Linked DNA regions of Mus musculus: regions 2, 3 and 4 are each linked to region 1. Evidence: chromatin contacts called from public Hi-C and promoter capture Hi-C data. All regions are on one chromosome and are shown on one strand. The core of a region is the stretch at or near the end of the contact, and the rest is flanking DNA. Distances in the headings are between cores, read along the strand shown. Region 1 holds the start of Rnpc3 (RNA-binding region (RNP1, RRM) containing 3). Region 2 holds the start of Snhg8 (small nucleolar RNA host gene 8). Region 3 holds the start of Mettl14 (methyltransferase like 14). Region 4 holds the start of Alg14 (asparagine-linked glycosylation 14).

Evidence for each region. Promoter capture Hi-C pulls out the DNA fragments that hold promoters and counts their contacts. A called contact is a pair of places that touch in the nucleus more often than the background predicts.
Region 2: a promoter capture Hi-C map of pre-B cells shows a contact between it and region 1. The contact joins the promoter of Snhg8 here to the promoter of Rnpc3 in region 1. A contact is called at or near these places in 1 of 39 promoter capture datasets (pre-B cells) and 1 of 484 Hi-C or Micro-C datasets (CD4 T cells).
Region 3: a Hi-C map of regulatory T cells shows a contact between it and region 1, with 9 times the contacts expected there. The contact joins the promoter of Mettl14 here to the promoter of Rnpc3 in region 1. A contact is called at or near these places in 1 of 39 promoter capture datasets (pre-B cells) and 3 of 484 Hi-C or Micro-C datasets (CD4 T cells, CD8 T cells and regulatory T cells).
Region 4: a contact with region 1 is called in a promoter capture Hi-C map of pre-B cells. The contact joins the promoter of Alg14 here to the promoter of Rnpc3 in region 1. A contact is called at or near these places in 1 of 39 promoter capture datasets (pre-B cells) and 1 of 484 Hi-C or Micro-C datasets (CD4 T cells).

Annotation. Positions count from the first base shown.
Region 1 is chr3:113,628,798-113,631,486 of GRCm38.p6, reverse strand. Rnpc3 (RNA-binding region (RNP1, RRM) containing 3) reads left to right here and starts at 1,338. Exons shown (of 15, transcript NM_001038696.1): 1 at 1,338-1,624. The coding sequence starts at 1,433.
Region 2 is chr3:123,506,995-123,509,683 of GRCm38.p6, reverse strand. It overlaps Snhg8 (small nucleolar RNA host gene 8), which reads left to right and starts at 1,348. Exons shown (of 1, transcript NR_028574.1): 1 at 1,348-2,132. It overlaps Snora24 (small nucleolar RNA, H/ACA box 24), which reads left to right and starts at 1,618; the gene lies at 1,618-1,747. It also overlaps the pseudogene Gm9369.
Region 3 is chr3:123,384,603-123,387,291 of GRCm38.p6, reverse strand. Mettl14 (methyltransferase like 14) reads left to right here and starts at 1,302. Exons shown (of 11, transcript NM_201638.2): 1 at 1,302-1,530. The coding sequence starts at 1,465.
Region 4 is chr3:121,290,400-121,293,088 of GRCm38.p6, reverse strand. Alg14 (asparagine-linked glycosylation 14) reads right to left here and starts at 1,349. Exons shown (of 4, transcript NM_024178.3): 1 at 1,106-1,349. The coding sequence starts at 1,241.

The sequences.
Region 1 (2,689 bases), core at 89-2,588:
TTATTGACCAAGGCACAAAAACTGATGCACTTTCTTAAGAGCTTATGATAGATATTTGCTCCCATAAATACTGTACTGGTGTGTGGAGGGGAGGCATATTGTTTTATAGCCTCACACTTGTGAACTAATAATTTGATGTGAAACGGAACTAGATTTCCTCTGAGTGCTCCCCACTTTTTCTTTTCTTTCTTCCTTTCCTTTGTGTCTTTACATAGCTCTGGTTGTCCTGGAACTCAGTGTCACCCACGCTGGCCTCAAAATCACTTGAGATGCATCTGTCTCTGCCTCTTGGGAACTTAGAATGAAAGGTGTGTGCCACCATGCCCGGTTTCTGCTATATTACTCATAGTGAAATCAAAGAGATTTTTAAACGTAAAATTTAACTATTCCTTCCACACACTCTTAAGTCTGTCGGCTTCTGTTCCCATGAGCAAGGTTCCTAACAAACCTCTAAGGTTCACAAGATCTGTCTCTAGTCACTCAATATTTTGGTAATTTATCTCCCCATGCAATGCTTCCTCAAAGCGGATCTTTGAAGTACTGTGTACTAACTGGCTCATATCCATCAAGCAAATTAGAAGTAAAAGACACCCTAGGACTACGGAGTGAGCATACACATCTTGATTAATCTGTAAGGGATATTACTTTAGACCACCAGGGCCGAATCTTAGTCACAACAGTGTAGACTCCAACTTGGGTGCAAGGGCTCAGATCTCACCTATTGGTTAGCAATGAGTCTTAATCTACGTCAGTACTCTCAGTCGTGAGGTGGTGAGAAGAGAACTTACATCCATGAATACGTACGCTAACACATTTTTAGGTATTTACTCATGGAAGAAGCCAATTTTGTTTAATAAACAAACCGTGGCGAGAACTTTCAGCCTGTATTTGCCGACTGATAACGGCGTGCTCTCTCGCCTGCACTGTTGAATCTGAGGCTGGAGACTTGTGTTTCACCAGTCCTAAATGCTAGGAACACACTTGACATTTCCCGAGCGTTCTCCATTCACCAGCCAGATTCACTTTCTGAAAAATCTGGATTAAGAGCCCAGGGAGCAACAGCCCTTGCACGGTTCCTTCAGTACTTGATCCCTGGGATTACAGTATTTTTCTTTTGCATGACTGACGTTCTTCGATGAGATTGCTGTCCTTCTAACAGTGGCGTCTCTTTCAGTCTTTATTTTATTACAACCTCTCATTAAACTTAAAGCACGACTCCTAGGCGCTCTCCCCCGCAACAGTCCCGAAAAGAGAAGAGCGACTCTCCCGGAGGCCATTCTCGCGAGGAGTTCTCCTCTCGCGGGATTTCCCTGCGTCCAGAATCCTTAGCGCGAAGCGGAAACTATCTTCCGCTCAGCCTCGGTGACTGCGGGAGTTCGGCCGGAAGCTTGCGCGGAGGTTCCGTCTCTGGCCGCTTCTGCAGGGAAGCTAGATGGCGGGGCCTGAGCCGCCGATGCCGCTGTCCCGAGGCGGCCCAGGCTCCGCTTCGCTTTCTCCGCCCCGGGGAGACCGCACCCTCCTCGTCAGGCACCTGCCGGCCGAGCTGACGGCTGAGGAGAAGGAGGACTTACTGAAGTACTTCGGGGCGCAGTCGGTGCGCGTCCTGTCAGATAAGGGGCGCCTGGTAAGCGTGCGCAGCGGGCGGGGCGGGGCGGGGCGGGGCGGGGCGGAGCCGGGCCGCTAGGACCGGGAGAAACAGGACTAGGCTCGCGGTCTGCGCCTGCGCAGCTTGCCTACCAGAGAGGCGAGCATGGAATTGAACCTTGAGCCAGTTAGATTAAGGCTGAGCCACGCAGGGACTGTGTAGAGGTTTCTACCGGCGAGCGCACCCGCCCGGTCGAATTCAAAACTAGCCTAGACTTGAAAATACTGTTTCTGTTAGATTCTCATAGTCGTATGCAAGGTTTTTGGTTTTGTATTTTTATTTTAAAAAATTGCTTTTAAATCCTGGGTTGTAGAGCAGGATATACATAATAGCAAAAATTTGAGTGTAATAGACTTAATAGATTAACAAAATGCAAATACAAATATCCCTTAATTCAATCTAAATACAGTAGGCTCTCCTTGAATCAGATTGGACAAATTCAGAGTTCTAATAAACAACTCAAACTTACCAGTAATATAATTTGTTCACCTTTTTCAGGATGGTATTCAAAATAGAATTCAAATGAGAAAATTAGACTTATTACTGAAATTATAGAAACAAAGCAAAAAGAGACAATGCACCTTGAGGGGTGATTTCACTGTTAGTAAATGATTTTAAATTTTATCTTGTATAGACTGAAAAGACTTTTGAGTGAGATGAAAAAGGGTATTCCATATGTATAAATTTTTCATTTTAATAATGAATCAAGCTTCTCCATGCATCACTTTTGTGTGGACATGAAACTCACAGTCTAGAAAGGCTATGCTGAGGGTTTTTTTTTTTTTTAAGGTTTTATTTATTTATTATATGTAAGTACAGTGTGGCTATCTTCAGATCTCATTATGGGTGGTTGTGAGCCAACTTGTGGTTGCTGGGATTTGAACTCAGGACCTCTGGAAGAGCAGTCAGTTCTCTCACCCGCTGAGCCATCTCACCAGCCCTAAATGTTTTAAGAGTGATCTTTTTTGGAAAGAGGAGATGCTTTAAGATTTATTATACTTTTAATTATGTTGTACATTTGTGTATATTTTGGGGGTTTGTAGG
Region 2 (2,689 bases), core at 99-2,598, 9.9 Mb before region 1:
CGTGAGTAGAGGACTGACAGCACACTTGGTATTTAAGTAATCTGAACCGGTTCTACAAGCGACTGTGTTTTGTATTACTGCGAAGATATGGAAAATGTAGTGCATTGCAATTTAAAGTAATGTTAGTACTTTTCCATGCAAATTTGTGTACATGTGAGAGGGTATCCATTTGGTTCAGTGATTGTTCTTTAGAGAGTTGTTTGCTAATCATTGACTGTAGTCCCCAAAAAAGCCTTATGAAAATGTTATGCCCTGTGTAACAGCAGAGTAACATAAAAACAAAACTACATTTTGTAAAATAAAAAACCTGACAGGTGCAGACAGGCACAAAAGAAAAACCCACGGAAAGATGCAGGCTACCATCTACTGGCCAGAGAAGGAAGGCCCTTAATCTCGGACTTCTCAGCTCAGGACTAATACAGACCATTCTTAAGGACACCCTCAGAAGACCATCCAGAATGTAAATGAAATGTTTGGGCAACGCGCCGCGGTTACTTGAGCCTTATGATGAACTAGTTCTTTCAATTCAGTAGTGATTATTTTAAGTAAAATGAGATAGTGGGTGAGCGAGCTGAGGTTCACGAACCCCTCTAGGTCCTTCAAATGCGAGTATTGTCTCCAATGAATTCGTTCCTACTGACTCCTGCACGGTGTTGCCCTAACCGCACCCTTCCCAGCCTGTAATGATCACAGCTTTCTAACTAACATTCTCCATGACGACAACTGTCATCTCCATACTCCATCACTAAAGGCCCTCTATTCTGTCTCATAGCGGGCTGCACGCGGGAGTGAGATATGCCTTCCTCCCGGAAAAGCCGAGGGCCGGGCGGGTCTGCTCGCACTGCCCAGGCTTCCCGTTCTCCCGGTTCGAGAAACCTTCCGGCGCGCTGTGTCGGGCAAAAGTGAGATCAGATCAAAAGGGCAAGCGGAAGGGCGCAAGCGGAACCATCAACCCCGATGGGGGCAGAGGAGCCGCCAACAGCTCTCGGGGACAAAGGGCCGGCGCCATAGGAAGTGATGCCGGGGGAGGCGGCAACGAAGGGACCTTAGACTTTGGGTCCCAGAGAAGAACGCAGCCAAGAAGAGAAAACGCGCGCACCGCCAGAGCTTCAGCCACGAGACTTCTGACACCGCGAGAACTGTGGTTTCAGCTCGGCTTTTCCCCGCCCACCTCCACAGCCCGCCCATTCCTGTGACGCACGCATCGAATCCGGGCCGCCTGTACACCAATCAAAGTGACGAGGCGCGGGAGAGCTCGGAATGGGCGGGAAAGCCCCGCCCCTCGCGCGCAGGCTCTTGGGAGAGCGTCACCCGGGCTATAAAAGCGTGCGCGCACCGTTCAGAAGTCTCTTTGGCTGCGATCCGCCTACGAGTATGTAGTTGTATGGTGGGGATGATATCTTGGGCCTTATTTGTGAGTGGCCGAGATGCGGGAGACACAAGGTGGCTATGGTGCTGGCCGAAAGCCATCAACTCTGCAAGAGCGCCGTGAAGGTTAGCGCGACGACCACCATGTAAAGCCGATACGGTGTTGGGCGGCGTGACGCAAGTTCGCCACCGCTGGGTCGGATGGTGAGTGACACCTCTGGGGTTACACTAGATTTTTGGGCTGTGAAACTCCATGTATCTTTGGGACCTGCCGCCTGTGGCAGTCTCCCTTCCTAGCCATGGAAGAGCATGTTCTTGTTATTGGCAAAGCTGTCACCATTTCATTGGTACCAGATTCTGACTTGAGCAAGTGACATTCTAAGATTGTAAGAGTCTACACGACGCTAGAAAAATGGACTTCAGTTTTCTAAACTAGTATTGAAATATTTCTAGGAAACGCCGGGACCCGTTGCTGTTGAACAGTGGAGGAAGTGTTAAGGTAAGATTCATTTTTGTGGTGTTTTCGCGGTTCTGGGTAGTGAGTGGGCCTTTACTGTTAGGGTGAAGTTTGCTCTTGTGCTGACATTAACATAAGTAAACAGCCCGTAGTATAGTCACGGATATTCTGTAATGGGCCTTTTTTTTTTTCTTGCAGGTACTGTAGTGGTTGAGATCGTCTCTGGTCAACTTACAGGGAATCTTCGCTTTTAATTTTTGAAAATTGAATATTTTATATTAAATAAAAGATGTTTGGTGTGTAATAAGACTGTGTCCTGTTTCTGGAGGTTGTGTGAATTAAGAGTTAACGATACAGGAGACATTTGCGCAGGAAATAACTGGGTTAACTAGGCTTCCAAAGAAGATAGGTTTGATTGTTACAAAGGTGCAAGATAAATGTTGGCTTGGAACATGAGTGATTAATAAGCCACAGACGGTTGCCCTTAATGAAAAGTATCTTTTGCTTGCTGCTCTCCAAGCCTTCTAGTGTGTGCCATTCAACTTCAAATCTCCAGAAGCCAAGTATGTAACACCAGCTAGGGGGTGTGTTGTGACAGGTGCTGAGGGGATACTTGTGACCTTAGAGGCTTTTGTGTCTGGGATTTGAGGTACTGAGACTCACACTCAAGAGTATGATAGGCCTTATTTAGGGAAGCTTAGGAACCAGGGGGTGATTCCTCTGCACAGAGATTATTGGGATCCAAATTCCCACCAGATGTCTCTGGGCCTTCATTCCTATTTAAAAAGGGCTGCTGTAAGGTCATGGTTCCACAAGTGGTCAGTAATTTGTATGGCCTCTTAACTGCTTGCCATTTCATGTGTT
Region 3 (2,689 bases), core at 53-2,552, 9.8 Mb before region 1:
TATAGTCAAAATAATTTACAGAAGACTTTTTGAAAATTAACGTTTTTGTCATATAATTCTACTATTATGCAAGGAATTTTTGCTTGATTGTTGTTTTTGAGATGGGGTTTCTCTGTGTAGGTCTGGCTGCCCTGAAATTTGCTCTGTAGACCAGGCTGGCCTCGAACTCAGAGAACTGCCGGCCTCTGTCTCTCGGGTGCTGGAATTAAAGGCATTCGCTACCGCTGCCCGCTCTGTTTGTGTGTTGTTATGAATGACAGGGTTTCACTACGTAACTACCGCTGTTTGCTTGCATTTATTTATTTATTTATTTATTTATTTATTTATTTATATGAATGAATGAATGAATGACAGGGTTTCATTACATAGCCTAGCGCTGCCCGCTCTGTTTGTGTGTTTATGAATGACAGGGTTTCACTACGTAACTACCGCTATGTTTGCTTGCATTTATTTATTTATTTATTTATTTATTTATTTATTTATTTACTACGTAACTACCGCTATGTTTGCTTGCATTTATTTATTTATTTATTTATTTACTACGTAACTACCGCTATGTTTGCTTGCATTTATTTATTTATTTATTTATTTATTTATTTATTTATTTATATAAATGAATGAATGACAGGGTTTCAGCGCTGCCCGCTCTGTTTGTGTGTTTATGAATGACAGGGTTTCACTACGTAACTACCGCTATGTTTGCTTGCATTTATTTATTTATTTGTTTGTTTATTTATTTATATAAATGAGTGAATGACAGGGTTTCATTACATAGCCTAGGCTCCAAACTCCTGGGTCCTCCTGCCTCAGCCCCCCAAGACCCTCTTTCTCTGTTCTTATTTATTTATTTATTTATTTATATAAATAAATGAGTGAATGACAGGGTTTCATTACATAGCCTAGGCTCCAAACTCCTGGGTCCTCCTGCCTCAGCCCCCCAAGACCCTCTTTCTCTGTTCTTTTACAAAAGCTCGCTAACTTGCCAAGGTTACTGAGCGGCGATCCAGTCCTTCACAAGCCGGTCAGTATTGCAGTGAAAGAAACCCACAAGCATCCCTCAAATATTAAAAAGCCAGGACTGGCAGGCGGACAATTGGTTAACGGGAAAAAGAAAAACTTCTTTTATGAGCAGGAAAAACAAAAAACAAAAAAACCGAGCCTAACCCTTCAGGAAAGACTTTAAGCACTAAGAAGATAGCCAAAAGCGGCTCCTCGCCCTCAACCACCACTACATCCCCATTGGGTCTCGTCGTGTGACATCATATCTTCGGCGTCCTGGAGGCGGGACTTCCTGTTCAGGCATAGCCTGTTTCAGGCGCGCCGGAAACTTCCTCCTGAGGGACGTGAAAGTCTCCGGGTCAGAATCTCTGCGGGGCGGGACCCGGTGTTTCCTGGTTTGGCAGGTGGATTTGCATTTTGGCGGGCGCGGAGTCTGTCGGGGTGGTGAGCAGCCGAAGCTGGGGCATGGATAGCCGCCTGCAGGAGATCCGGGAGCGGCAGAAGTTACGGCGGCAGCTCCTAGCTCAGCAGGTGTGCGGCGGGTGGGAGGGAGCATTAGTGCGCGTGCGCGGCCGCCTCTTTTAAAAAAAATTTTTTTTTTTTTTTTTTTTTTTTTTTTTTGGTGAACTCTCACATCAGCATCTGTCAAGGTCTTTGTCCCGGGACTTTTATTCCCTAGTCTACTCGAGTGCCTGTCAGAGTCATTACGTAGAAAACCAACCGCTGCCAGGCTTGGGCTTTCTGTCCCCACCGTGGCGGGCACGGACTTGAGTGGTGGGGGTAGACTTGGGAATTGTCGATGAGTGCAGTGCTAGTAGTTGCTACAAGAGCAAGTGGCAGTTTTAGCCCTTACATTTCACCGTCACTGTTGAAGCAGTGTTTCATGTCTTGCCTTTCTCCCGCGTCAGCTTCAGATTCTTTATTTTTTTTAAGATTAGTTTTTATTTTAAATTATGTGGGGTTTGTCTCTCTGTGTGTATATATATATGTGCACGTGAGCACAGCGCCAGAGGTGTTGGATCTTTCTGGAGCTGGAACTACAGGTAGTTGTGAGCCTCCTGGTGTGGGTGCTTGGGACTTGAACTCAGGTCCTTTGGAAGAGCAGTGCATGTTCTTAATCTTTTCTTGATATTGGTTTTGAAGGAAGTTTGATTATTTTCTTGAGATCCTGTCGAAAGACTCATTGGAAGCCACCTAAGTTAGAGCAAATTTTAGATTCTGCACTTAGAACACAGTCTACCTTCAACCAAACGTTTGAATCCTTACTTGGTAATTTATTAGAGACAGGAGGTGTTACGTTCACTAGTACATTAGGACTAGGTTTCCAAATTTTAACGTTTTTCCCTAGCCAGCCCTCACCAGAGAATTCTCTAAGATTCCTCTCTCTAGAGATTACTTTTCAAACCTTTCGCTTTCATTGAAGCTAGTGAATGAAGATGTGAGTGCTTGCCGTTTAGTAGACCATTCATGCAGGGAATACATACTACAAGTTGTTTTACTTAAAAATCTCAGGCTGTTTTCATTACACCATACAAATCAATATAAGTAATGGAGGGAAATGCTCAAAGCTTGAGTGAGTAAATTTTAGATTTCCAATGAGTCTTTCTCGCCAGGATCTCAAGAAAATAATACAAACTTCCTTCGACACCAGTCTCGAGAATGTGAAGGTGGGCTAGAGAGAGAGGTGGCT
Region 4 (2,689 bases), core at 100-2,599, 7.7 Mb before region 1:
AGTAGCCCAAGGTAATCTATGAACAAATTCACTGTGCTGCCTGCAATATAAAAAAGTACAATATAGGGGCTGGTGAGATGGCTCAGCGGTTAAGAGCACTGACTGCTCTTCCAAAGGTCCTGAGTTCAAATCCCAGCAACCACATGGTGGCTCACAACCATCCGTAACGAGATCTGACGTCCTCTTCTGGTGTGTCTGAAGACAACTACAGTGTACTTACATATAATAAACAAGTCTTTAAAAAAAGTACAATATATACTACTATATACAGTTCATAACATTTGATAACAATAATACACAACTACATTACTAGTTTGTGTATTTTTATTAGTGTGTATTTTTTTTAAAGCTACTGTAAAACTGTATGGTCTCCTGCAGAGGCTGCCTTAAACACCTCGAATTTACTGTGTGTCTTGACTGCATCATTTTCTGTTAGGCAATGGTTTTGTTTTACTGTCCCTGGAGCAATAGGTTATAACATATGTATTCCAGACAGCATTGATATAGGTTTGGGTATCACCTTGGTTGTTTAAAGTTGAGTCGTGTTTAACTATACACTCGTCAAAACTGTTCATCTAAAATTTTAAGTTTTAAAATGTTCAGAGCTGACTGGACAGTTTATTACTCATATCCTGTCACTCTGGAGGTATCGTCGTATGGAGTGTCCACGTTTTTATCCTCAGGGACTTTGCGCATTCATAAGTGCGACAACTCTACTTCGTTTACCATGTAATGTTCACATTTCTTAAACTAAGTACAAAGACCTAGAATTAATAACGCACAGCAGCAAAGAGGGCAACAATATGTCAGCATCAAAAGGCTTCGGCGTACTCCGTCGCTAATTATTTGTTAGAAAGCAGTACACTACAGAGAGGCTTAATTACAGACAAGTGTAAATGACCTGTCTTAATGACAGGCGGCTGGGTGGCGTCAGCTAACCAGCATTTTTTCCTGCCTGGGGTGGCCGGTTCCGGGAACGCAAAGAAACTACAAATCTCAGCATGCAGCGCTCCTAAAGGCGCTAAGAAGGGCGAAGAGAGTCGCGATGCATTCTGGGGTTTGTAGTGCCTAACTCAAGACCGTCGGCCTCCGCCCGGATACTTACCGGATCCAGCCACGATCAAGAGTCTGAGAGACTCTCGGGGAGTGACGTGATGGGGCCCAAGCACGGTCCATAGTCGCTGGAATAGCAAGATCACTAGCCCTGCGGCTGTAGCAGCTAGAATCAGAATGCTCAGCATTCAAAGGATGGCGCATGCGTGTAGACCTGGCGCCAGCGGTTAAAGTTTGCAAGCACCGCGCTTAAGAGCAAACAGGGAGCAAAGCGCCTCTCTGTGGGCGGGGATGGTCTGCACTGGGCGGAGCTTGCCAAGTTGGGCGGTCAAAGTTCAGAAGTGTGGCTCTGATTGGAAAACGCAGAACGACGCGTCTCTTGCGTCTCAGTGAGCCGGGTTTGTCCGTGATGGGTGGGGCTAAGGGCAGTTTGCCCAGGAAGCGCTACAAGGAACAGTAATGGTTTTGTTACCCGAGTTTGTGCTGCAGTTGTGTAGTTGGAAAGTTAAGTGCTGGAGAAGTTTGATTTCTGCCAGTGGCGAGGTCAAACTACATGTATGGTAGAAGGACCACGAAGCCCCGGGTTAGTAGCTGCTCCTGTCCTGCCAGGTTTTGCCTGAGGCTCCTGGCATACATCACTACTTCCTTTCTTCCTTACGGGTTCCAAGACAAACCGAACTAGAAAATTTTTGCCAGTCAGAGGCATACTCTTAGGGGGAAAACATTCAAATCCGCCCTTTCCTGACATTTATGTTTTCTAGACAGTTTCACAGATCTCAAACTATAACCAGAATCCGGATCACTTCAAGCTATGTCATATTCCTGGGAGGATTGGAAACCCCTTGGCTTCAGGTAGCAAGGGAGGAAGACATAGCCCTGCAGTTAAGTTTATCACAAAGCATTTCTGGCTTATTCCTCCCGCGGTCCTCTGAAATGATAGACTTCCACTGCCCACTCTAATCCCAGTTGTGCGTGCGTTTGTGAACTTAGCCTAAATTACAGCAAAATAAAACCTCTTGACAACAAACATTCCTTCAGACCCTTATGGGGTTACAGATTGAATAGGTCAGGCATGCAGACAGGTCGAGAAAGGTGCTACAAATTGGCCTAAATGCAATAATGTCATGTCTAGAATTAGAAACCAGAAATCCTAACTCCTGCTGCCTAAGAATGCTACACCATATGGTCCGTTGTTAAATTCAGTTTGGATTGACGATCACATTTACCTGGAGCCTAGAATGCTTTTGGGAGCGATACTGAGTCAGAAGTTCCAGGAAGGCGCCCTGAGATCTCCTTATAAAGCTAGGTGTGTTGGTTCCCGAGTCAGCAAACTGCTTGGGAGATTTCCTGACTGTATCTCTATCTTGTTGATATTATAGCACGGTGCCTGTGGGCTCTTTCATCACTCCTTCTTAACCTCATTCTTTACAGTCAGGTTCTATGTAAATGTTACTCTTTGAATTACAATAGGGAAATAGATTACACAAAAGTTAATTTGCCTGAGGTTATTTATGTGATGAAAATCAATAAGAATGCCAGACTTTTAGACAGATATCATTTGTGGCTCAAGGGCTGGGGGGGTGGGGGTGGGGGCGGGGAGACAGCACAAAGGTTAAGAGCACTGGTTGCTTTTCCA